3 separate regions of the Sus scrofa genome follow, and regions 1 and 3 are each linked to region 2. A link is a contact called in public HiChIP or PLAC-seq data. All regions are on one chromosome and are shown on one strand. Each heading gives the region's core, a stretch centred on a gene start, on an enhancer-like site or on the middle of the called end of the contact. The rest is flanking DNA. Distances are from core to core; before and after follow the strand shown.

Region 1 (3,936 bases), core at 51-2,550, 98 kb after region 2:
CAACAATGTTCCCATCCTTAGCTTTGTTAAAAATGTATTAATTAAGTTGTTAAAGCTGATGCCCCAAGTTAGAATACCACAAAAAGATAATGAAAGTACCGAAGCCACCTTTATTATATTACCATATGAAACAGAACCACTTATTTATATGCCAGAAATTGACATTATTACATTTAAGTTAAAACAACACATGAAGAGTTTACATGGGAAAATCCAGATTTCCTTTTCTTTTTCTAATTTTTTTTTTTTTTTGGTATAGGTAAATAAAACACTGGCATTTTAGGATTCATTTAAGGGAGAACAGAGTGAAAATTATATTAACCTATCTTTATTGATAAATTTCAAATTTCTGAAGGAAAGAGGCAGGTATTACATGGTGAACACATTAATTTATTCAGTAATCATGTGAGACTAGGGATTAAAAAGACCAATTTGAGTAGAAACTTTCCTCTAGGATTTCAGTGTATTGTGGGAAATACAGTAAAAATACAAATATCAAAGTTATACTCAGACCAAAAGTATCAGAACGTCCAGAGGTTGAACCTGAGCATATATTCTCGGTATTGTATAGTCATGTTGACAAATCTCTGGTCCATATTGTATATGATCCACAGAATAAGTCAAATTGTTCCCACGGCCATGCTTGTGTTCTCACTGCACAACAGGGCAATAAATCAAAAGACCAGTTGTTGAGGCAAGGAATAGAGACTTTTTTCCCATGTATTTATTTTTCTTTTTATAGCTATACCTGCAGCATAAGGAAGTTCCTGGGCTAGGGGTCGAATCAGGGCTGCAGCAGTGACCTACACCACAGCCACAGCAATGTGGGATCCTTAACCCACTGAGCGAGGCCAGGGTTGAACTGCATCCTCACACACTCTATATCAGGTTCCAGCTGAGAAACAATGGGAACTCCAGGAATAGAGACTTTATTCAGAAAGCCAGCTGACTGAGAGGATAGTAAACTAGTGCCCCCACCCCCACCCCCAAACCCAAACCATACTGGAGTTAGAATTCAGACTTTTATACTGAAAGTGGAGGGGGCATGGTTGGTTGCTACAAATTTCTTGGTATTAGAATCCTTTGTTCTTGCAGCTGTCCATGAAGATCTGGTCACAATGTTCCTATAAACTTCCCAAAGGATAAATGTTATTCTCTCTTGAGTAACTTTTTATCTTTGTATGAACTGAAAAGTGTTATGCCTTGAGAATGGGCTGTTCTGTATATTTTAGGCCATAGGTAACAATCCTTTACAAAGGTGCAGAGTCAGCATGACTAAGCAGAGTAAACAAAGCACAAAGTTTAAAGGAACAGAGTCAACATGAGTCAGGTTTGTTTGTTCTCTGTTACAGAATTAGCATAAGGGATACCTATTTTCTCTTTACTCAAAAGGTAAATAGATTCCCTCCTTTCATTTTCTTCCCCCTCCCAGCATGAGGTTTTGCTACAGAAAAAGTTCTTTCCATTTTTCAACTCCTGTTCACAACTCTTCCGAACATCCACTCCCTGACACACTTCCCACCCTCCCTCACTCCTAACTGTAAGAGAAACTGTTTTTTTGTTTTGTTTTTTTTTTTCAATTGGGGAAATTCAACTAGATGAAAGTAATTTATTTAACCCTCAGCCAATTCTGTATTGCTTCTTACATTGAAACAAGGATCATGATTTTAATGCAGTCTTCCTGCTGCTTTTGAAATCTTTTCCCTCTTTAATTTAATTCCCCTGCTCTATAATACACTAAATTGGTATAGGAGAAATATGAATGATGTGTGCTTATACTCCATTGGGGGAGGTCTATGTGATCTAAATAAGTATAGCGTGAGGCAGAAATCAGGTTCATAATAATAAACTTGAAGTATCCAAGTCTTCAAGACTTCTTGGGGGCTTTTTCATTTATGTCCAAATAAAACATTCAGGACTCCATGCCACATACTGTGAGGGTTTGAGTGTCATCTCTAGAGTTTATGAGAATTTCTGACTCCTGGCACTTACACTCTGCCAACAGATTCCTGCCTACATCTTCAACTCCAAACTCTTATTTTGGATTTACATTTCATTGTATCCTGTTTCTTCCTGGTTCTTTGGGTTCTACCCTAAGTGTGGACATTGCTCCCTCATTTCCCAAAAGAACCAATGACCTAAGGCAGTTAGTAACTAGAAATCCAGAAACAGTAGAAGTTCATTACAGTACAGAATAAGAGACCAACTTGATTATTAGATGTTATTCTGAAATTCCTCACTTTGGACAGATATTCTTGGTATATGGAAATCCCTCACTCATGTATTTCTTTGGGTCCCAGACTTCCCCCATATTGCTGGAGTTCACTCTCAGCCTAACCAAAATCAATCTTAAATCTCTATTTCACAAATGTTAGGGAAAAGTTTCTATGTCATCAGGAGGAATCAAAAGTTGATGGTCCTGAGTTATACAGAATAAATTTGCCCCTTTTAACTTTAACCTCTTTCCTCCACACCAAAGTGAGAGCCTGCCTGAGCACAACCAGTGGGCCCAGACAAGTGTTTTTCCAACCAAGCACATCTTCCTCCAATATCATTTGTAATAGGCAGCTTTTCCTTTTTGTCCATTCTGTTATAAAGATTCAGTAGGACCTCTGTCTATGGGTTCCACGTCCACAGATATGGAGGGCTTGTTGTGTAAACTAGATGCCATAGGGATATGTAGATTGTGGAATAAGACCTAAAACATATAAGAAGTGAGAATGGGAGAAAAGTGAGCTTTTTGAGGTCAGGGACCATCTTTTTTTTACTCTACTCCTAAATGCTAACATAGTTTCCAGCACAAAATTGTCATTTGTTATATGCTTGTAGAATGAATAGATAATTGAACAATTAAAAAATGTGTCTGGCTATTCTGGTCATTAAATATGAATGCCAAATCAGTTTTGAAGTCTAGGAGACATGGAACACCTGTGTGGGCTGAGAAAGGATATGTGGTGGGGTGTGGTCATCTACTTAATCAGGCAATTAATTTTTCAATGTAATTAGTTATTTAATTGACCATTTGCATAATGTTAACACATTTGAATTCCTAATTAATCTCCATTTTATTTAAAGCATTTTATATCTCTACCCCCAATTCTAATTTAACAGTTAAGTGGTCTTGACTTTTGAGGTGCAATTACCTCTAAGTACAGACGTGTACTTTTCACTCAAAGGACTAGGCAAAGAAGAGAAGTGAAGTCTGCTACATTGGCTTTCTAGAAGACATTTTTAAAAAATTAGATGGGTCTCAATTCACAGAATTTTATTTAAAAACATGAGTTATTCAAATTTTAACTTTTTCTAGATCAAGGGTTGCCAAACTTTTTCAGTCAAGGGCCAGACAGAAATCATTTCAGTCTCTGTAGGCCATAGAGTGTCTCTCTCAATGGCTATATTAGTAAATTAAGTAACAATCCTATGTTCCTTTAAATCTAGCCTTTAAAAAAAAGGCAGTGGACTGAGTTTGCCCCATTGGCCACGTTGTTTGCCAGCCCCAGTCCTGCACCCCTTTGTGTGGTTTATTCATGTGTGGCTGAATCATCCGTGCTCTTGGTTTTAACATTGTCTTCCTCTATGCACAAGTTCTCTTCTGTCTTTAAATACATGTGGTTTGGGGAGTTCCCACTGTGGCTCACTGGGTTAAGAATACAACTAGTATCCATGAGGCTGTGGGTTCGATCCCTGGCCTTGCTCAGTGGGATAAAGGATCCAGTGTTGCTGTGAGCTGTGGTGTAGGTCATAGACTCATGTCAGTTCTGGCATTGCTGCGGCTGCAGTGTAGGCCATCAGCAGTAGCTCTGATATGACCCCTAGCCTGGGAACCTCCATATGCCGCAGGTGCTGCCCTAAAAAGACCAAAAAAAAAAGTATATTCTTCTGATATTAAAATGTTTTTTTTGTTGTTGTTGTTAAGAAAATGATTTTTTTTTTTGT
Region 2 (4,181 bases), core at 1,635-4,134:
CAAAAATAAACAAAACCTCAAAATATATTTTTTTTAAAGTTTCTGTGAAGGCATGCTAATTTTAGCCGTGGTTACTTGTGTGTGGAATTTACACTTTGTAATATATGCTGCAGTGTACCCCTACTGTTGTTAAAAATCTGGAAAATACCATTAAGAAAAGAATTTTCAGAAACTATTTTGTTTTTGTGGTGGGACTTCCAAAAAATGCAAACTACTGCTAGAGAGTTAAGAATGATCAAATTGCAGATGAAAATTATTACAGTTAAGGCAAAACTCTAAAGATGGAACTGAAGGAAACAGAGTTTTATCTTGATGCAGAATTGGAATGGAGGAAGTAAAATATATCTTTGCTGGAATTAAACATCAGGAATCTGGGGAATACATCCAGACATTGAATTATTTGAACAAAAACTCTCAGCCACGCCCTTGGAGGAGTGGCCACGCCCTTGGAGGAGAGGTCATATCAAGGTGAAGGAAAGAGGCCTTGGAAGAGCCACCATGGTAAATCACATAGAGAAACTAACGGGTTATCCCTGGCTTGTGAAAACAGGTGGGTTGAGAATTTGCCCTAGGCCTTTGTGATTTCATCTTAAAGGGACCCTTTCTTTCTTTAAATTACTGCTACTTATTCTTTGTAGCGTTCTGTATTTACTTTTAGAGTAAGAAAGGTAAGGAGAGAGATGTTGTCCTTGTCCATAACCTTGTACCTTCTCTCTCTCTTTTACTTTTCTGTTTGTCTTCTTTGTCCTTTACTAGGTTAGATATTCTTCACTGAAATACTGTTGAAAAAATAAAATACATCACTATTTTATATTACTTTATAAATCTTCATACAATTTCATGTTCACCGTCTTGTCGTATCTTCTTAGGAACTTACAAATTAAATGGAATTGCTATTATTAAAGCTTTTGAAAGCTACACAAGCTGGGGCATGTCTGAAATGTGATGGAGCAAGAGTTCTAATTCACATTAAGGCTCTTCGCCCCCCAAAATAGTTCCCTATAGTGTACTGCCTCTAGGGTGTGGTTCTTTAAGGCCTAAGAAATAAGATACAGTCAGTTAGGAAGTGTCTATTTAAAATAAACGAAGCAAATGCTCATATATCTTATGCACACATTAGATAATTTTTAAAAGTAGATTACCTGTTTCATTGGAGTAAAACAGACATTGAGGTCTTAACCTCTGTGGAATAAGGTGCCCACCTGGGCTATTTTGAGGAGTTAAAATGTAATTTTGGATTTTGGATATTATTTCAAAACATGCAGGGTCTAATTCTTTTTCTTGAATGATAGGAGATCCTTTTGTCCTTTTTTATTCATTAAAAAATAAATGCCATGGATTTGCTGTTGTGGCTCAGTGGGTTAAGAACCTGACTAATATCCATGGGATGTAGGGTCAATCCCTGGCCTCACTCAGTGGGTTAAGGTTCTGGCATTGCCATAAGCTGTGGTGTAGGTTGCAGATGCTGCTTGGATCTGGTGTTGTCATGGCTCATGGCTGTGGCATAGGCCTCGGCTGCAGCCCCAGTTCAACCCCTAGCCTAGGAACTTCCATGTGCCATGGCCATAAAAAGAAAAAAAAAATAAGGCCAAATATTGTGCTAGACACCTTCAAATCACTAGTGAATAGTCTCAAAATGACATTTCCTGCCCCCATTGTTTCCCTAAAGGAAAGCAAAGTTATAATCTTATATGATACTCTATAATTTAAGTTCTTGGTTTAATATTGTAATTTTATGCCTCATGCTTACATCTGCATTTTAATAAATGCAAAACAATGTGCAGTTCTTGGTATGTCTCCAGGGATATGTTTTCTATCCTTTTGTTATTTTGCATTGATTTAGAGCCTCTTCTCTGGGCGGTTTTGCTGTCATAAGTTGTGTCTTTAAGTGATGGCAATATTATCATGCAGAAGACTAATGTTTCCATTAATGCCTAAGTTATTATTTAAAAGGATAATTATAATAATTCTTCACGAGAATCTTTACCTTCCTGGAAGGCAAGGGAGAGGCATGTTAGATGATTCCTTCTCAGCAGCTCAGGAAAATGGAGCTATTTGAAGTCTGGTGACTTCCTATGTCCCTAGGTATAGATCAGACATGAAGGAGTGACTAGCAGTCCTTGACCCAGTGGTGACAACTGACATGGTTCCTTTTCAGGATGGCTTCCCTGTTTCAAGACAATTTGCTGAGTTACGCTCTGCCCCTTTCCTTTGCATATCCTTTCCTGGGGAAGCAATTTTGGCCCCTGGTATCACCATTCTCTCTCTTTTTTTTTTCTTTTTTAAGCTCTGTAGTGCGGCATATGGAAGTCCTCAAGCTTAAGGGTTGAATTTGAGTTGCAGCCACAGCCCTACACCACAGCCACAGCAATGCCAGATCCAAGCTGAGTCTGGTTTGTGACCTGCACCACAACTCGCAGTGACACCTGATCCTTAACCCATTGAACTGGGCAAGGGATCAAACCTGAGTCCTCATGGTTACTAGTCAGGTTCATTATCACTAAGCCACACTGGGAAGTCCACCATTTTCTCTTAAAAAGCAACTGCCACATTGAACTGCTATGACTTGCATCCTCCAGCCAGAAAGCAGTCTTGACTTGGCCTCCCTCTATCCTTTTAAACATGGTCTGTGGAATGAGACTTTCCCATCCCTGTACGAAAAGTTAGGCAGGCTCCATGGCTTTTCTCATAACTCTTGGGAAATATGGTTTTCTGGTAACTTCAGATCATAGACAACTGTCTGAGTTTAGCAATTTTACTGTCAGTTGCATGTCATAATAAAAACTTTTGTTTGGTGTTAATGTTGAGGCTTCTTCCTGTCTAGCAGCTCAGATGGAAGCCTGGATTTGAAGTGGGGGTTGGAGAGATTTATTACCTAATCTTCTTCTCCTTTCTTCTCTGACTCACCCATAGAAGTTTCTGACTCTTCAAGGGTTGGGAGTGAAGAAGAAGAAGAGGTAAAAAAAGACAGTGAGGACATTATTTCACGGCTCCTCATGCGGTGATGCAGCATCTTGGCAGGTGTTTACAGCTGACAACCTAATAGATGTTTATTGTTGACTCTTTTGTGAGAGCTTTGTGAGTTTCTGCACTTTGCTGCAAGATCTCAAGCAGGGTCAGCTTGCTCTTGGCTGTATGATTAGTACATGTGTCTTTTTCTAGTAGAATATGATCCTTTATTACTTTGGCACAAGCCATGCATTTTATTCAGTGCCTGATAAATGTGTAATATTCAACCGAAGACGGACAAATAAACAGTACGTTAAACCAGGCTGGTTAGTCAATCTAGGGGAAAAAGTTTATACTGACAGGATGTATGGGGTAGAAGAAAGTACAGATAAACACAGTATTAAGATAATATTGATATTGCAAGTAGACAGGTATAGAAATGATGGGATTGAAGTCATCACAATGGGAAAAGACATCCGGGAAAAGAAAGAAGAACATAAAGATAGAAGTTGTGTTGCCAAATAAAGAGAATCTGCATGTGATTGTCTGTGAATCAGAAACTGGAAATGTAAAAGAGGAAGTTATACAAGTATATTGTATTTGTGGTTGGGCAGAAAATAATTTCACAACAGCATACGACCTAGCAGGATTGAACAGCTCAAAGTATCTTTGCCCAAATGCTTCTAAGGATTTAAGTAGTCAATAAAAACAAGGAAGAAAACAGATCAATAGATATCATTATTCTTTTATAAGAGAAGTTTTATATGTTTTTTCTTTTTTTGTAAAAAGGCTGGAAGTATGTTATAAACAGAAATTAAATGGTTGAAATAAGAGCTTAATTTAAAAGCAATAAGGCCACTAATATGCTCACTAAATATCAGCTGACTATTAGGAACCTATTTAATGAGATTCCCAGCCACTAAAACCACCATGTCTATCTGTTAAGTAGCTGTTAAATATCAATAATTTTGTTTGTTATGAAAATATAGTTAAACTATATTATAACACAGTAGGAAAGCTACAAATAATCCTAAGTAATATTTTTGAGTGCTTATTATAAGCCAGGCACTCTTCTGTAGTTTCCTGGGCGGGCTACCAGGTCAGTATCATTGTGTCCTCATTCACAGTTGGGGGAACCCAGGCCTAACTGAGCATAATTAACCTGCTAAGTTCACACAGCTGGTTAGTGGTGTGAAGCTTGAACCAAGGCAGTCTGACTCCAGAACCCATGT
Region 3 (4,454 bases), core at 1,406-3,905, 120 kb after region 2:
TTCTTGGCTTAATTCCACTTAGTCTCAAGAAATTGACAGTAATGGCCATAGTTATCTAAATAATTCTTCTCCCTATTGATTATATGACACTTACTAACTATCAATAGGAATGTGTACCCTCTTCTCAAAAACCAGTCATCTAGGAGCTGTTCTTTGCCAGGTAAGAAAACCCTGAGCACACTGGATATCCCTTAAGACTTGCTTTGAGTGATGGTTTTCTTGAAGTTTTATGAAAAGAAACAAGAGAGCTTTTTTTTGCGCAGATACTTTCCAAACATGGCGGTTCTGGAGTGGGGAACCCCTGCTTTGTCATCTTTCTTGGAGCAAGGGAAAAAGTGTGCTTCTCTTCCCTTGGAACCCGTATCTACTTGTCACATTCATATTGTCTTTCCTCAAGACTTTACATTCTTTTCTATCTGTAGGTTCTAGGGATCCATTTTGCTTCCCTTTCCTGTATAAAACAGCCACTACTCACTTTGTACCTAGAGCATCCTTTCTTCACAAATCTAAGTGGAATGCAAACATCCTTCCTAGTAACAATACATTTATTCTCTAATTTATTCATTGCTAATTCAGCTTAAAACTTACCTCCCATTTGCCTTCTCACTGTGCTCCAGCCAAATGGATTTCTATTCAGCACTCCAAGCATGCAGAACTGCTTTTTATTTTGAAGCCATATCATGTACTGTTCCATCTGAGTTGCTCTTCCCTTTTGCTGCTTTCAAGGCTGACTCCTCATCTTAAATGCCGCTTATGCAGAAAGGGATTCTCTGATAATTTTCTGCAGGTGAATCTATATCCCTGCAAGGTAGCTCTTTAATATTGCTTTTTTCCTTTGGGGAGTATTGCATCAGATCATGAGAAGATGCCATACTACATTGGCATCTAATAACTGATCAGTTATTCAAGGAAGCCGGGTCAGCCTGTCTGATCACTGAGTCTCAAGTCTTTGAAGTTATTACTGAGCAACATTGCAAGGAGTCATATGTTCCATTTAAAGCCCTACCAGGGATCTTCATGGCTATAAACAGTTTCTTTTCTCTCCCCTCTTTCTGTCTTCATTGACTTTGACCTCCCTCTTCTCCTTTCCCCAAATTAGCTTCATTAACCTCAGAAGAAGAATAAGCTTATATCTCAATAGTCTATTTTAACTAAGGCTCCACAGCTTGTTCTCCAAAAACAGGTCCAGAAATCCCTGCCTTTTTGTGTCTTCCTAGTTTTCTTAAAAGATTGGAGAACACACTCTTCTATCCATCTTGTTAGATGAGCCTTCTTTTCTGATGGCAAGTCCAAGCACTTTAAAGAAGGATATCAGGGCATAAGATGTGGGCCATTCTTACACAGTTTTTCATTTTTTTCTTCAAGAAGAGGTTCAGTCTTTCGAAAAAATTGAGTACCTGAGGTGGAATTTAAGTATTATTTTCTAGACCTCCCTTTTTCATGAGAGGTCCCCAGAGCCTCAGAGGAATAGGCATCTTCAGCAAGCTCTAACAAGGTTGCTTTCATGCTATTCCCACATGAATGGCTAGCCAAGCACTTTGTCTGCACAGGGGCTTTATACGAGGGGCTGGAAAGTCTTTGTTTTCATCCCCATCTCAGCTTTCTGGTATTTCCCAAGCCACCTTGATCTCTGAGAATCCTCATCAAAATTCTTGCATCTGTCCTCGAAATTCTTGGCCATTATTGTAAAAACAGATTGCATCTATTTCTAGGGGTGGTAGTTATCTGTGTGTAGATAGATATGTTCCACATAGAATCCAGGCTTGTATTTGGACATTTTATCAAATTCTGGACATTTAATTGTCTCATTGAACAAACCTGAAATTGGTGGGGCCCCAAAACATGGGCTTGTTTTACTTTTTCTCCTTGTCACCCTTTAAGAGGACTTATGACAGACTCTAGAACTGTCCTGTCTCTTTTTTCATGGGGAAAAAAAAAGTTCAGTGTGGTTTAGAACAGCTGAAAATGCAGTGTCATTTCTGATCTAAAATTCTCCTCCTCCTCCTCACTGATCAACCTTACTGTGTGTGTGGATAGGGATGGGAAAAGCTCTAATCCTGAGACACTGTCTCCTTCCTCTTACATTAGGTTGTCAGATTTAGAAAACAAAAACAATAACAACAACAACAAAAAAACAAAAAGCAAAGCAAGATGCCCAGTTAAATTGAATTTCAGATAAATTATTTTTAGTATAAGTATATCCCAAATAGTGTTTGGTACATACTTATATTAATTTTTTTTTTTATTGCTGCTGTTGATCTGAAATTCAAATTTAACTGGGCATCCTGAATTTTATCTGTTACCCTTACTTTTACATCCTTTGTCTTCTCCAGGGTGTTGGAGCTTGAAAAAGGGGAAAGGAAAAAGAAAAATGTCTTTTGTGTGACTGAGCACATGATACTATGCAATTCCCTCTTGATTGATTCTCAGGGTTCTGCTTTGCTGCCCAGAGTGGCAGGAGCACAAATGGGGGCCATTTCATGGGGCACGTGCATAGTCTTAGGAGGCCCTGCAGGTGACTTTCCAGTGCTCAGTTCCCTGACCAGGAGAGTGTGTTCCTGTTTGACCTCTTCTGAGTGCCCCCAGCACCTCCCTCTGGCAGGAGACTCCACAGTGTTGAGGGAAGATCTCTGAGTAAGCAGAAGTCCAAAGTTACTCAAAAGGCTGTTTCCGGAGGAGTTCCCGTCGTGGCGCAGTGGTTAACGAATCCGACTAGGAACCATGAGGTTGCGTGTTCGGTCTCTGCCCTTGCTAAGTGGATTAACGATCCAGCGTTGCCATGACCTGTGATGTAGGTTGCAGACGCGGCCCGGATCCCGCGTGGCTGTGGCCCTGGCGTAGGCCGGTAGCTACAGCTCCGATTCAACCCCTGGCCTGGGAACCTCCATATGCCACGGGAGCGGCCCAAGAAATAGCAACAACAAAAAGACAAAAAAAAAAAAAAAGCCTGTTTCCCCTTTTTACTGACATCTAATCTCTTTGAGTGGTTTTCTTGAAAGCCTCCTCACATCGTTTTTGTAGATATGTTGGTTTGAGTGGCAATAATAAATAGATACCACATTTGAAATGGGTCAAAATAAGGAGAGATTTGGGGAAAAAAAATGACTTCTTAGTTAAGGCTGAGTGATATATAGGTATGCATACACTGCGTTTTGTTTATCCTTTGATCTATCATCTGTCGATGGACATGGGTTACTGCCATGTTTCAGCTTTGTAGTCAATGCTCTTATAAACATGGGTGTGAAAAATATCTCTTTGATACCCTCTTTCTATTCCCTTGTGCGTATTGTTAGAGGATATGGTAATTGTATTTTTTTTAAGGAATCACCATATTGTTTTCCACAGCAGCTGTACTATTTCACATTACTACCAACATTCCACTGGGTTCCAATTTTTCCACATGTTCCTAATTATGATGCTGTATCTTATTGTAGTTTCGATTTGCATTTTGTTAATGATTAGTGATGTTGAGTATCTTTTCATGTTTGCTGGATATTTGTATATCTTCCTTGAAGAAATGTCTATTCCAGCTTTTTTGCCACTTGTTAAACAGATGGTCAGTGCTTTTGTTGGTGAGTTTTAGTAGTTCTCCATGTATTCTGGATATTAATCCCTTATTAGATATGTGATGTATAAATATTTTCTTCCATTCTATGTGTTATCTTTTTAGAGGCAGAAAGCAGAATGGGGGGAGGGTAGAATAGGGAGTTAATGTTTTAATTTTGCAAGATGGAGAGTTCTGGAGATAGATGGTGGTGATTGATGGTTATGCAATGACACGAATAACATTAATACCACTGAACTGGACACTTAAAAGTGGTTAATAGAGTCAATGTTGTACATTTTACTACAAAAAATTGGGAAAAATTCAATCGGGAAAACCTATAGGTGAGAAAGTAAAAATCAAAGTTACAATGAAATGATCAAAGTAAAATAATATTTTTTAATTAATTAAAAAAGGACTATTTTTAAAGGTGTGAGAAGGAGAATTCAGTACTTTTGAATTCTTGGAGCTACTACTCCTAAGGCTAAACTACTAGGGAGACTGGTTACTGGTGCTGGAGACAGAGCTGTGTGGAGAGAAGGTCACCCAACAGGAGTTATGTTCATCCCCCAATAGGTACAGCCAACTCTTGGCAACACTAAAGCTCTCCTGTTTCTCCACCATCTCCTGCCCATTCTCCCTAAGAGTTATACCCACAGACAGTCAGAGAGCAAGAGAACCCATTGTTGCAGCTCATACAGGCTGCCTCTGAGGGCAGGGCACATGGAGAAGGCTTGGACGGTGGACCTGCAGGGAAGGAGGGCATGTACCATTCTCTACTTAGACTAATGACTCTAGATTCTCTCTGAATTTTGGAATCTGCTTTTATGTCAGGCTAGACAGCCATGATGTTTCAGGTAGTAGGTCTTGTGGAGATGTGTTGGTGGGCACTCTCTAGAATATGTGTGAT

What was found. HiChIP or PLAC-seq counts read pairs in DNA pulled down with a chosen protein or histone mark.
Region 1: an H3K27ac HiChIP or PLAC-seq map of alveolar macrophages shows a contact between it and region 2. The contact joins two enhancer-like sites. A contact is called at or near these places in 3 of 47 Hi-C or Micro-C datasets (alveolar macrophages, liver and skeletal muscle) and 1 of 2 datasets of contacts at active chromatin or transcription factors (alveolar macrophages).
Region 3: an H3K27ac HiChIP or PLAC-seq map of alveolar macrophages shows a contact between it and region 2. The contact joins two enhancer-like sites. A contact is called at or near these places in 3 of 47 Hi-C or Micro-C datasets (alveolar macrophages, embryonic fibroblasts and mesenteric adipose tissue) and 1 of 2 datasets of contacts at active chromatin or transcription factors (alveolar macrophages).

Annotation. Positions count from the first base shown.
Region 1 is chr8:88,547,886-88,551,821 of Sscrofa11.1, forward strand. No RefSeq gene overlaps it. Among named protein-coding and RNA genes, the nearest start is that of SLC7A11, 58 kb to the right of the region's middle. Within about 2 kb of position 1,301, at least 8 of the 83 cell types and tissues checked have an H3K27ac peak or open chromatin away from gene starts, as enhancers often do. A contact at or near this core is called in alveolar macrophages, where this site is marked.
Region 2 is chr8:88,448,222-88,452,402 of Sscrofa11.1, forward strand. No RefSeq gene overlaps it. Among named protein-coding and RNA genes, the nearest start is that of SLC7A11, 160 kb to the right of the region's middle. Within about 2 kb of position 2,885, at least 3 of the 83 cell types and tissues checked have an H3K27ac peak or open chromatin away from gene starts, as enhancers often do. A contact at or near this core is called in alveolar macrophages, where this site is marked.
Region 3 is chr8:88,565,781-88,570,234 of Sscrofa11.1, forward strand. No RefSeq gene overlaps it. Among named protein-coding and RNA genes, the nearest start is that of SLC7A11, 40 kb to the right of the region's middle. Within about 2 kb of position 2,656, at least 1 of the 83 cell types and tissues checked has an H3K27ac peak or open chromatin away from gene starts, as enhancers often do. A contact at or near this core is called in alveolar macrophages, where this site is marked.